Regions from separate parts of the Rattus norvegicus genome. Here region 1 is linked to region 2. A link is a contact called in public Hi-C data. All regions are on one chromosome and are shown on one strand. Each heading gives the region's core, a stretch centred on a gene start, on an enhancer-like site or on the middle of the called end of the contact. The rest is flanking DNA. Distances are from core to core; before and after follow the strand shown.

Region 1 (6,201 bases), core at 3,501-6,000, 130 kb after region 2:
AGGTATATATATATATGTGTGTGTGTGTGTGTGTGTGTGTGTGTGTGTGTGTGTGTGTGTGTGTAAACATGAAAATGAAAAGCATCAGTTTATGAACAGGGAAGCTGGCATGTAAATGCAGATATAATAATTATTTTAAATACATGTATTTAAGACCATTAACAGCACTAACCTGGGCACCTTCAATCGAATCACGTCCCCCTCATGTTTCCTTCACACCCCCTTCCCCTTGACCACCAGAGGACTTTAAGAGCCCGTGGGTGGCCAGAGCAGTCCCCACCCAGAACTTCCCACCTTTCTGGCATTTTCCAGGGAAGAGGAGAGGTCTCGGCCAGGCACAGGGCTGGACTGGATGACTCTTAAATTGAGTTCATGTGAATTTGTGTGTGCTACCCATGAGTGGGCTTCTCAGTAGAGGACTCTTATTTTTACCGGTTGCTTGCTTCCTTGGTTGACAGAGATGCTTTTAACCCACCGAATAGTAAATATAAATACTTTAAAAAGAAGAGGAGGACCTTGAGAGTGTGAGCTAAACCTCAGAGATTTAATCAAGCCCGATTACTTAGACTGCTGTCTGTCAGATATTAGCTAAGGTAGATCATTGGAAATCAACCATATAGGTCACACGGCGCTAATGAAATGTTCCGAGGGATCTTTGAGTGCCCTGATTACCTCTCCTAGGGGATGGAAAACTCATTAGCATGAACTCCTTGCCAGTCCTTGGTCCTCAATTGCTCTCCAGACGGGTTTGGCATAAAGGGGTGATCGGAATGTACACAGAATGATCAAGTTGCAAGCGAATGGCTCTTTCACCCCTCCGATTGCACACACGACATCACATAGTACGGGAAGGTTGCTATGCTTCTTCAAGTTTACCTTTCTGTCTGAGTACTTTAAAAAAAATTAAATTTGGACGGCTGGGCTATGGAGAGAGCTCTCGATGCATGTTTAGCACTTCATAGTCAACTGCAGATCATATTTCCCAACCCAGGGGAACATTGTCAAAGCTGAGAAATTGTTAAATTGGAAACAGCAGGGGTATGTGCGTGCGTGCGTGCGTGCGTGCGTGCGTGTGTGTGTAGGTGCATACGTGTGTGTACGTTCCTGTGTGAGTATGTGCATATGTATATGTGCATGCATGTTCATGTGTGCATGTGTGTGTTCGTGCGTGCATGTGTTGGCATATGTGTCTGCACGTGTGTGTGTTTGAGGGTGCTATTTTCTTTCTGAAGCAGTAAGTATCAGAACAGATCATTTAGGGAAAGTCTCTTGAACTAGATAGTTGATGCAAAACGCACCCTCCTATAATAACCCCTTACATTTTTATAGTGCTTTGGGAAGTTCAAAGCATTTCCACATTTATATATTTCATTTGAACTTGCCTATAAAGCAGTCAGTGTGAGCGCTTCAAGCCACCTCCACCACTTGGCTCACCCGTGAGGCCCGGGGTATCAAGAAACTTGCTTGAGGTCGTATAACCAGTTGGTGTCACAAAACCAGAACACCAAGGTTTGGAAACGAAGGCCTATGTTGTCTTGGCAGAGAGCGTCTCTGTCACAGCTTGATCTGCCCAGAGCTCGTGTGGAGGTTTGCAGCTACCATTTAATTGGAGAATACAAATCAGGCATCTTAAAGCACTCTGCAGAAAGAAAGCTGCATCTCTTAGATCGCGACTGTGTCAGGAAAGGGGAACAGAGAACAGACTCAGTTCTTTCGGACAATGCAAATTAAAACACAAACAAAACACTCTGTGATCAGTTCCAGGGCATTTGAGGGGCGATTCATTCACTAAATTGTGCACTCATTTTTGTTTGTTTGTTTTGTTTGTTTTTTTAAAAGAATCTATTAAGTACCTTTCTATAAGATACTGTGCTCAGCATTCTGGGGAGATACAAAGAGAAAGTATTTAATTTGGGGTTTTGTGTATGCTTTGAATTATGCAGATAACTGCTGTTGTATTCATTGCTCACTACCAACTCATAGATGAAAAGACTTCCAGGCAGAAAATAAGTATAAACCAAAACAGATGATGGGAGAGACTGGGAAAATGAATTTCCTTCGATTCTGTTCTGGTAAGAGAATGTTGTTGTTGTTGTTGTTGTATCAATGTGATCGAAACTCTTTTCCTAGGGACACAGAGGGCCAAAGTCTCCGTGTCATCTAACAAAGTATATTACATCACTAACGCTTCCTTGAAACATAGGGGCCTGGGCTTAGATGGGTGTCAGATTCTCCACCGGGAATACTGGTTCAAGATTGGAGAAAATATACTAGTCTTCTGCCCAAGGCCTTCAGTATTCCTAAAGCTTCTCCAAAAACCAGAAAAACATTTATATAAGGCTTTCATTTCCATGGCTCCTAAAAAAAAAAAAAAATCTTTCCCTTGTGGCAGGCATGTTTGAGGATGCAAACCAAAGCCAAGGCACCAGTGCGCCCAAGGAAACGATGGCTACTGGAAGGTTCTATAAGATAAATAAGAGTTTGCTAATGGGAGGTTGGGGTGTCCCCCCTTGTTGACTTTTTTACTTTTTTATTTTTTAACACTTCTCTTGACAACTTTTTTCTCTTTCTGGTGTAAACATGTTCAAACCTGAAGGTCAAATTTGTGTTGATACTATGTTATATAAATGCTGGTTCGTATATTTCTTTAGGGTACCCTAGGTGCGCACAGACGGTGATTTTGAATGTAGCTACTTTGTTTTTGTTGACAAGCCTTGTTAAGCCCCCAAGGTGGATATACAAAACTCGACCAATTTCAGGTGTATCCCTTACCCCCCTTGCTTGCGGGTGAAGAATGGGCATGTGGCATTTACTCCAGCTCTGTCCATAATGGATTTCCACGCTTCCCATCTCTGAAATCCACAGGTGCGCTCTACAATCTGTTCTAACTCACCAGATGATGCGCCAGCCTTTAAATAAAAGCCAGGTCCAGAGAGCATGACTGCAGAGTGAAGTGGTACTCACCTCTAAGCCCAGCTCCCAGCGATGCTGAGGCAGGAGGACCATCTAGCAAGACTCCGGGTTTAGTAGTGCTTTCAGCGAGAGCATGCTCCCCTAAAGTCAGTGCTCAGCACACGGAAGAAGTTATTCATAGTGATTGAGATCACATAGGAGCACCAAGAAGAACCAGCTGTAACATGTGTGACAGTGCGCCATCATCAGGACCTGTAACAGAAGGGCTGGGCTTCAGGACAACTGATCGTCAGTGGGCAATTGGTCATGGGTGGGCTATTGGTTGTCGGTGGGCAATTGGTCGTCTGGGCATACAATTCTAATTCATTTGCACTTGCTTATTCACTTTACAGAGCAATTACGTGACTAGCAAAAATAATTTCGGGTTAGCAAATCAATTCCGATCGCATTGAAAATGAAAACTTACCACCCCTCCTTCCCGGCCTGGGGATCGAGCCCAGGATTTTGTGCTCGTTATTCCAGCACTCTACCAGCCCCTCTCAAGCTTTAGCTCAACTCACACTTGAAGGAACTCAGTGCGCCAGACGACAGAAACACAGGAATGCCACAAAGCCATCTTTACTCGGCCGGAATTGGAAATGGCACTTTTAGTGTTCATTCTCTTCATGGAAATTTCAGCCCAGATCCCACATTTTACAAAATGGAGGCCTAAGGGCCAAATGTAGCTGGCTACTTGCTCAATACCGTATAGGTCATCCACTAAAGCCATGGGAAGAAAAACCAATGGCAGAATATTTTCTGTGTTTTTATCTACTCTTATTTGGAGACCATGCCTCCACACTCTGTATAATGGAAAAGGTAATCGAAGCTCAGTGCTTAAATGAAGGAACATTACAAACAGAATATGAGGCTATCATGCAGACTTCTGATGGGCAGAGCACATTTTAATGATCTTAATAGTAGATTTAGAAACACTGAAACAAAGCCACTTGAATTTCCTGTTTTCTAATTTGTGAATTTTCACTCAATAGACTAGTATACCCTGTTATAATTTTCTAAAATTAATTTAGATACATTTTAATCTGGATATAATAGATTTTATTGAAATCTATCAATAATATATTTTCTGATTCTAAATGCCAACGTCAAAAAATATATTAGAACCGGTACAGCGGTACACACCTGTACTAATAGAAGTTGGGAAGCAGAGGCAGGCAGAGTTCTCTGCGTTCGAGGCCAGCCTGCGCCACATAACTATTTCTAGGCCAGCCGAGGCTACATGGCAAGACCCTGTCTCAAAAAATACATACCTCCCAGATTATATATAATTAATGTAACATATTACAGATATAATATGCAATATAAATATGTGTATAAATAGACGAATGTAAATATAGACATATTAGAAGTTTCAGCTATATTTATAGGCGTTAGCACTCACATGAGGTTTATATAATTATTCCTTTCATACTTCCTTTAGTAAATACTAAATAGCCTCTCTTTCTATGGTTATTTAATACAGTGGTTGGAAATTAAAGATTAGCACACGTTGTTGATCCGTTTCGAGGCACACAGTTTTACTTTGGCAATTAACCCCAATATTAGTAGAGAGGGCTCTTTAAAATTAGTGCTTCGAGCATTTCTCATTGACTCGCTCCCTTCACCCAGTTAATTTTAACCTTGACCTCCCACAGCTGAACTGCTTTGCTCAGTCTAAAAAAAATTTCCTGATTCCACCCCCCCACCCCCCCCCCGCCCGCCCCTTTACATCTGATGAAGCAACAGTGGAGAGGAAAAACCAAACCCATTCCTTTAAGAAAGATTCCGCCTCCTCTCTTCCAAGCCAGCGCCTCACGGCAACCGTGGAGTCTCTAAGTCACACACTTTACAACTCAGCATTGGGAGAAGCAGCCGCCGCTGCCGCTGCTCCGCGGCTGCAGTGGGTTTCAGTGCAGCATTGCAGAATCCACACCTAGCCGGGAAGACGGACACGCGTCGGCTCCCCTGCACGCAAAGCAGCTTTGGATCGCCTGCAGGTAAGCACAGCTCTTCCCCATTTTGTTCAGAACGCGTGGGAAAGGCAATGCTCTCGGAATGCACTCCTCATCAGCCATGCTTAAAACGTTATGTGAATCTGTCGTCCTTTGGAGATGGCTTGGGGTCTACAGTTCTGTCTGGCACACACACACGTCCTGGGTAGGAGAGACAATTATATGATACGTGCTCCTAGCGTACTTTTTTTTTTTTTTTGCTATGCGTAAAAAGGCTAACCTTGATGCATGCGAAGCATTTTTTTCTTTTTAAATGCAGAAAACACAGCCACTCCCAATCTCGCTCTCAAACACTGCAGATATTTTTAAATGGCAAATAAAATGACGGACTGAGCGCTTCCTAGATATCGTTTTCTCCTTAAGGCGTAGCAAGACTTCCCCCACGATCCTTGAGGAGTGTTTAAAAATAAGAAGGCATGGTCTTTTATTTTTTTTGAGCAAATGGGTGATAGTGGTAGACTAAAATTTCTGTAGCTTTAGTCCAGTGGAGAGAGGAGGATAAATGAATTGCACTGTGTGCCAAGAACGCTATTCATTTGCCACACTTCATATGTGGGAAGAGGAAACTACATTTTAATTAGCACGTTTTTAGGGAAAGGGGGATGAAGATGAGAGGGCTGGCGCGAAGTATTTGAGGGGGAAGAGAGCCTGCAGATGAGGAAGGAAATGAAGTGGCCTGTCGCCAGTGCCTTGGAAAGGACGGGAGATAAGGGTGGGGAATGAAGTTTGCTGTGTGTGTTAGGGTGGGGTTAACCCCAGGGACCATGAATCACTAGAATGGCGCTGGGAGGAGTGTGCTTGAGGGTGAATTCGTGCAGTGGAGAGGGCATGTGTGCCGGAGCGGTGTGCAAGCCGTGGGTGGCGGAGGAGAGCAGCGTGCGCCTGGAGGTCTATTTCGAGAATAGGTTGGGGTGAGAAACACGTCTGGGAGGCGGGGGTGGGCAGCCCAGTGTCACCTGTGGAGGGATCCCCGACTCTGCAAATGAGTGCTGCAAAGTTTGCCTGGCCTTAGACTGATTTTGAAGGCTGCTGGCGGAGCCTAGACTTTTCATCTCCCAAGAGGTCAGCTCTCAGAAGGTTTAAGAGGCAATTAGCCAAAGTAGGAGTGCAGAGTTTGGGCTGGTCCAAATGAATATAAAGGCCCTTGCCTCGTCCCTCTGTGGTAGCGAGTGAAGGCGGGAGGCTCCCCCAAACGCAAATGAGCTGGGAAGAAAATCGAGGCCCCTCCTGTGGGGGC
Region 2 (5,920 bases), core at 1,477-3,976:
GCCCCACCACACATTCTAACTAAAGTGGATCCACAGGTATGGCTGCCTCACGAAGGGAAAGGCCATTGCTACCATGTGATCCTAAGACAAATGCTCCAGTCCCCAGTCTCTCTGTGCCTCAAACCTCCAAAGCTCAAACACAGGGAACGAGATGAACTGTGTGCTGGGAAGTGCACCCCAGCATTCAGGGTCTTGGGAGCCTTCACCACCGTTTAGCACCTACACGACCTTACTCGTTCTGTACTTTATCTGAAAGCATTCTCACAGCGGCACCGTCATACTTAGAGCTTCTTATCTCAGGCACACTAACTGCTGTTAGGACAGACATATTTGAATAAGCCTAAGTATCAGCGTGTGCCACCCAAGACCATCTTTCCCACCACACCCTGGAGACATAAACCCAAGGAGTTTAAAGGGCCTCAGAGGCTCCACTCCAGGATCCAGCTCTGGGCTCAGGCAGAGACCACAGGTCAGAGCCCATCCAGCTCTGTTCATCAGAACCACAAAGGTGCCAGCCCCGTACAGACAGGGCGGACTGAGGCCACTCACCTTGGGGATGGCCTCGCTCACAGCATAGCTGGCTTTGTCACTGACCCACACCTTCTCCCTCGGGGACAGGTCAGCACACAGGGTCTTGAGTTCACTCAGGATGGACTTGTAAGGCAGCACCTGGATTTTATATTCTGCCTCCAGGCCCAAGTCAAGGAGCAGGTGCTGTTTCACACCAGGCGCATCAATGCGGTCCCCGTCGATGAAGAGCCTGTGGGGATCGGGGTTCACCCCACTCACATATGATGGCTCACCCCACTCGAAAGACAGAGGAGGGCACGCCGTCCCTTTCCGAGATTCCTCTCACCCCACCTCTGCCCACCACCACAGCTCACCTAGCCTTCATTTTTGATTCAACATGCTTCCTTTTTCCTCCAGCCATCTCCTCTTACACACCTACGATAGCCCTTCCTGTGCACACACATCCACCCCTAACGGGCTGGTCCCCCACTTATATGCCTGAACCCTTCAGGGAAAGGAGAGCTCAGCTTCTCAACTGTAACCCAGGACGCTGCCATTCATGCTAGCATCCAATACCAGTCCCAACACAGTTCACAGTCAATAAGTGAGCTGTCCAAACATGAGCACGGTGCAATGATAAATACATGTAGAGTGTCACGATGAACCCTCTATTTTACACATTAAGTAAAAAGAAGAAAGGACGGACTTGTTGTTGCTGCTGCTAGTGGTTGGTTGGTTGGTGGTTTTTTTGAGACACGGTCTCACTTTGTAACACCAGCTGTCCTGGAACTATGTAGACCAAACTCAGATATCTGCCTGTTTCTGCCTTCTGAGAACTGGAATTAAAGATGTGTACAGACACACCTGGCCCCTGCCGTAGTTAAGTTTTAACTGTCAACTTGACACAGCCTACCATTGTCTGAGAAGTGCAAATGAGCTGAGGACAGGCCAAAATGATTGGCTACTGGGTAAATCTCTGAGAGATTGTCTTGGTTCAGTTGATACAGGAGGGCCCAGCCCTCTGCCTGTGGCACCATTCCTTAGGCATGCGCCCACTGCAGGTGGCACCATTCCCTAGGCAGGTGATTCTGTGCTATATAAGAAAGCCAGCTATGGCTCAGTGGTTAAGAGCATCAACTGTTCTTCCAGAAGTCCTGAGTTCAATTCCCAGCAACCACATGGTGGCTCACAACCATCTGTAACAATGCCCTCTTCTAGTGTGTCTGAAGAAAGCGACAGTGTACTCATATAAATGAATAAATCTTTAAAAAAAAAAAAAGAAAAGAAAAGAAAAGAAAAAAGAAAGAGAGAAAGCCAGCTAAACAAGGCCCTGCTTCAAGCTCCTGTTTGAGTTCCTGCCCTGGTTCCCCTCAATGGTGGACTGTGGCATGAAGTGTAAGTCAAGGTCATCCTTTCCTCCCCTAAGTTATTTCCAATCAGAGTGTTCTATCACAAGAGCAAAGAACTATAATCCCATTCAACAGAAAGACAATGACGTTAGCCTGAAAGTAATGTCTGAAGTGGTAAAACTGGCAAGACAGCAGACCATAGACCATGATTCCCCATATTGCTGCTGACCTTTAAGACGCCTGGGGTCCAGAACCATACAGCTAAGCCTATGCTGCTCCCTCCGCACTGCCTTCTGGGAAACCTGAAACCTGTGTGGCCTGGGCCAGATCACACAGCAGGAACCTCATGAAGAACCTCACAGCATCTGTGCTCTGATAGTCTCACACACTTATTTCTCAGTCTTGTGTTACTATAAATAATTTTGTAGATTTCAAGACATTTAGAGGTTTAGAGGGAAGGCAGGATTAAAGCAAACACCTGTTAGGACAGGCAAGGACAAGCGGATGAAGGAGGAGTTCTAAAGTGAGAAAGCAAGCATAGCAACGGTGGGGTGAGGGCCAGGAGGGGGTATCTGGGTGGGAGAGAGCACTTACATGATCCTCTCTAGTCCTATGATTGCGTAGGAGAAAAACACCGGGTTGTGCTCCACATCTGACCCTCGGAGATTGAACAGCCCTAAAAAGGAAAGCAATTTCTTTAAAATGGTTCCTTTCAATGCCTGGCTCCAGGGTCAGGCTTTACAGGTAGCTTTTGGGGAGGGAGGAGTTTCTGCTTAGAATTCAGCTCCTATCAAAGGATTCCACATCTCTCAGGGTTCCACGACTGAGCTGCAGATGCTGGTGTCGGCCACCTGATGGCGCCAGAACTGTTTCCTAGTTGGCCATGTTGCAAGCCTGAGGAGGGAGTAGGATCAAAAAGTCATAACCAGTGTCCCCCAAAGAGCTGAAACTGGTAACTGACTGTGGGAATCTGCCAAGCTCAGCGCTGCTGCAAACAGACTCTGACCCCCTCAAATATAAGGGGGACACATGCAATCTCTCTATTCCAAGGCAAACGACCTAGGACAGAAAGTCTGAAGTGGAGGTGGTGACATAGAGACCCCACTGAGCTCCACCTACACAGAGCTCTCCTCAGAGCCGGAAGTCGTGAGTCAGGAGGCTGTGGCTCAGCCACAGTGGGCTGTTACTGGGCTGGGTGGAGGACCTGCCCTGAGCCAGGGGCTGGAGTCTGATGAGGTCACCGAACACTTGAGAAGCCTAACAGACAAGCAGACAGTGCAGCTCTGGGCCTGGCTGCCGCTCCAATGCTTGCTCTCAAAGATAAGGGAGCGAAAAGGCCAAGTACAAAAAGCAGCCGCCCCCTCTATGTTAAAATAATGGCTTCTCAAAGAAAGTAGAAAGGTTTAACCTCATACTGACTCTTGAGTGTTTTATTTTTTGGAGACAAGGTCTCATTGTGTAGCCGTAGACAGCCTGGAACCTGCTAGGTGGTCCAGGCTGGCCTCGAACTCAGATTCACATGCCTCTGCCTCCCAAGTGCTGGGTTAGAGGCCTGCCTCCCATCGGGCTTTACTACCTCCTTCTGAAATGAAGGGACTTGGGGCTGCTGACGTGTGACAGAATGGATGTGTCAGAAGTCCCACCACACGCTCACCCTCACACTCACAAGAGTACCCACAAAATCAACCAGAAATAGGAAGGCAAAATGACCAGAAACTGAGATATGTGAGTATGAGCCATGCTCCGGACGAGAGAACCACAGTAACTTATGGAGAAGCTGGAGATAGCGCAAAGGCCTCCAAATGGAAGCTGTCAGGCAGACCTTAGCACCACCATTTGAGGGGATTCTTAATGCTTAAATTGCGTTTATATTTGTTCCCAGCACACTGACACGTCTAGAACACCAGGCTGAATGACAGATACACAGAAATGTCAACAATGGCTGTCACTAGGGAAAAGGCTTGTGAGTGAATCTTATTTTTCTTCTACTTCCTCTGCACTTCAGAGGGTCTCCAAAATAGGGACATATTTGTTTTATTTTCAAAGAGAGAAAGCACTTTTGTGTGTTTTTCCCTCTGAGGCAGGGTTAATTCGAGACAACAATCACAGACATCTGACAAAGTCTGGGGACGGAAGAGGCGGGACATCCCCAGTGGGCTTTCTTCCTCCAGTGGAGAGATAAAATGCACAAAAGCCTCTTCCAAGCCTCCCTGAATCAAATCCAGTCAGAGCAGGACAGGAGAGAGCATTTCACTCAGGCTCCTTCAAACTCTGGGAGAGGACAGGTTTTGAACAGCAGGGGTAGTGGAAAGTCAGAAGATTAAGGGGCAGGACCTAGAGAAGACCTTCCTGTTAAGTTTTCTGAGGTAAAAACTTGACTAGAATACTCTCTCGGTGAAGATCTTAGAAACTATTTAAGTATAAAGAGAGAGCAACACAAAAAAAAAATATTTAGAATATTCTTCCTCAGAGAAGTCAGTCCTTCAGACTGCGAGGCCAGAGGCAGGCATCACACACCGGATTCACCAGGAGCCCCTGGCTGTGTGTGCGCTGTTCTGTCAGGTGGGCCATCCCTATTCCAACTGTAATGCTCCCTCCTTTGTGCTAACCAGCATTTGCTCTCTTATTTAAAGACACTGTTACGAATTCCCTCACCATTCACAGAGCTGAATGGCACAAACACAGATTCCCAGAGGCCCAAGGAGGAGATCAGGTAATGCCCCTGCAGTGAAACCAGAGTACTCACATGCAATCTCGTCTAGGGCAGTGACCACAAACCACACGATGCTCCTCTCTGCCATTTTCAACCGAAGGTCTGCAACCTTCTCCTTCCACGAGATGCCTGTAAGAAAACAAATGAGCGTCTGCCTCCTCTATGACCCTCGGAAGTCAGAAGCCAGGTGAGAAGGCTATGCTGAACCCTCGCACACAGTACCACTTCTCACGGCAGGCGTGCAGCGTAGAGTCCATCCCTACAGAAGGAAGACGACTCTGCCAAGTCCCCTGACTGCCCTGAGCCCTGCCTGCCTCCCCCAAAGGCCTACGCAGCACCCAGACCTACCAGGCGCAGCATCTACCAGGGGTCCTACTGCTTGGAGCAGTTATGGCTCTGGACACACCAAGTTCCTCCCTGTTGGACTTACAGTCCACAGGGCAGCACGTACAGTTAGACTGGCAATTACATGGGCTAGCACATAGAGGCTAGTGTGACTGAGCCTGGACTATCTGAGTACACTCTCCACAGCAGACCTCCCCTGTGAAACTCGCTTTGCGTTTCTTGGGCCCAAAGACTTGGGGCTAAGACCAGAGTCCCTGCTGCAGGCTGACCTAACTCACTGTGAATACTGCTTCCAAGTCACACTCCCAGAATGCAGTGTGGCACCTGAGGAAGTCACCTCACTACAGAAGCATCTGTAACTTAGCTTCTCACTAGCTACCTATGAACAGGGTAGGCACTGGTCTACCCAGCACCTAGCAGTGTCATGAGCCTTCCAAAACAGAACCTTGGGCAGCAGTATCTGGGCGCTCTCTCCTGCAGCGACAGGTCAGAGGCTCTATTTCAGTTAAAAGACAACTTCAACCATGCTGATGGAAAGTAGTAAGCTGACCCTGGGCCACTCGCTGAACTCATCCTCCCCATAAGCCACGCACCCCAATGAGGGTGTCACACAGGAAAACAAGCCTGGGGCTGCCCACAACCACAGACTGCTTTGAAGATCAGCCCGGGGAATGCTGTTTAAAACTTGGCCAGTGTCTGAGCTGTGATACTTTCTTCCCAGGACCCCTCTGGCAATCTGCCTACATTCCAGACGTCCCCAGCCACCTCCCTGTTTCTACAGCAAGGCCCTCCCCTGCAGCCCCACCTCCAGTCTCCTTCTAGCCTTCACTGTCTCCATTAACCCACACTTTCTTCTCCCACAGAAGCCTGGCAGTACATGCGGCTCACACACTCTCACAGGCCAGGAGACAGCCACATCTAAACTTCTACACCGTAAGCTACAACCCAGGGAGGCCTGGAGGGCAGCCCCACGAGTGCCACAAGAGAGGAAGTGGGCCCAGGG

Evidence for each region. A called contact is a pair of places that touch in the nucleus more often than the background predicts.
Region 1: a Hi-C map of Schwann cells shows a contact between it and region 2, with 8 times the contacts expected there. The contact joins the promoter of Add3 here to the enhancer-like site in region 2. A contact is called at or near these places in 7 of 12 Hi-C or Micro-C datasets (the A7r5 cell line, Schwann cells, frontal cortex and 4 more) and 1 of 1 datasets of contacts at active chromatin or transcription factors (oligodendrocytes).

Annotation. Positions count from the first base shown.
Region 1 is chr1:262,148,018-262,154,218 of GRCr8, forward strand. It overlaps Add3 (adducin 3), which reads left to right and starts at 4,751. Exons shown (of 15, transcript NM_001164103.1): 1 at 4,751-4,949. It overlaps LOC134484107 (a long non-coding RNA gene), which reads left to right. Exons shown (of 3, transcript XR_010061452.1): 2 at 1,944-2,072; 3 at 2,866-3,389.
Region 2 is chr1:262,020,960-262,026,879 of GRCr8, forward strand. It overlaps Xpnpep1 (X-prolyl aminopeptidase 1), which reads right to left. Exons shown (of 21, transcript NM_001398660.1): 8 at 4,606-4,701; 9 at 2,454-2,535; 10 at 550-760. Among named protein-coding and RNA genes, the nearest start is that of Xpnpep1, 33 kb to the right of the region's middle. Within about 2 kb of position 2,727, at least 29 of the 93 cell types and tissues checked have an H3K27ac peak or open chromatin away from gene starts, as enhancers often do. A contact at or near this core is called in Schwann cells, where this site is marked.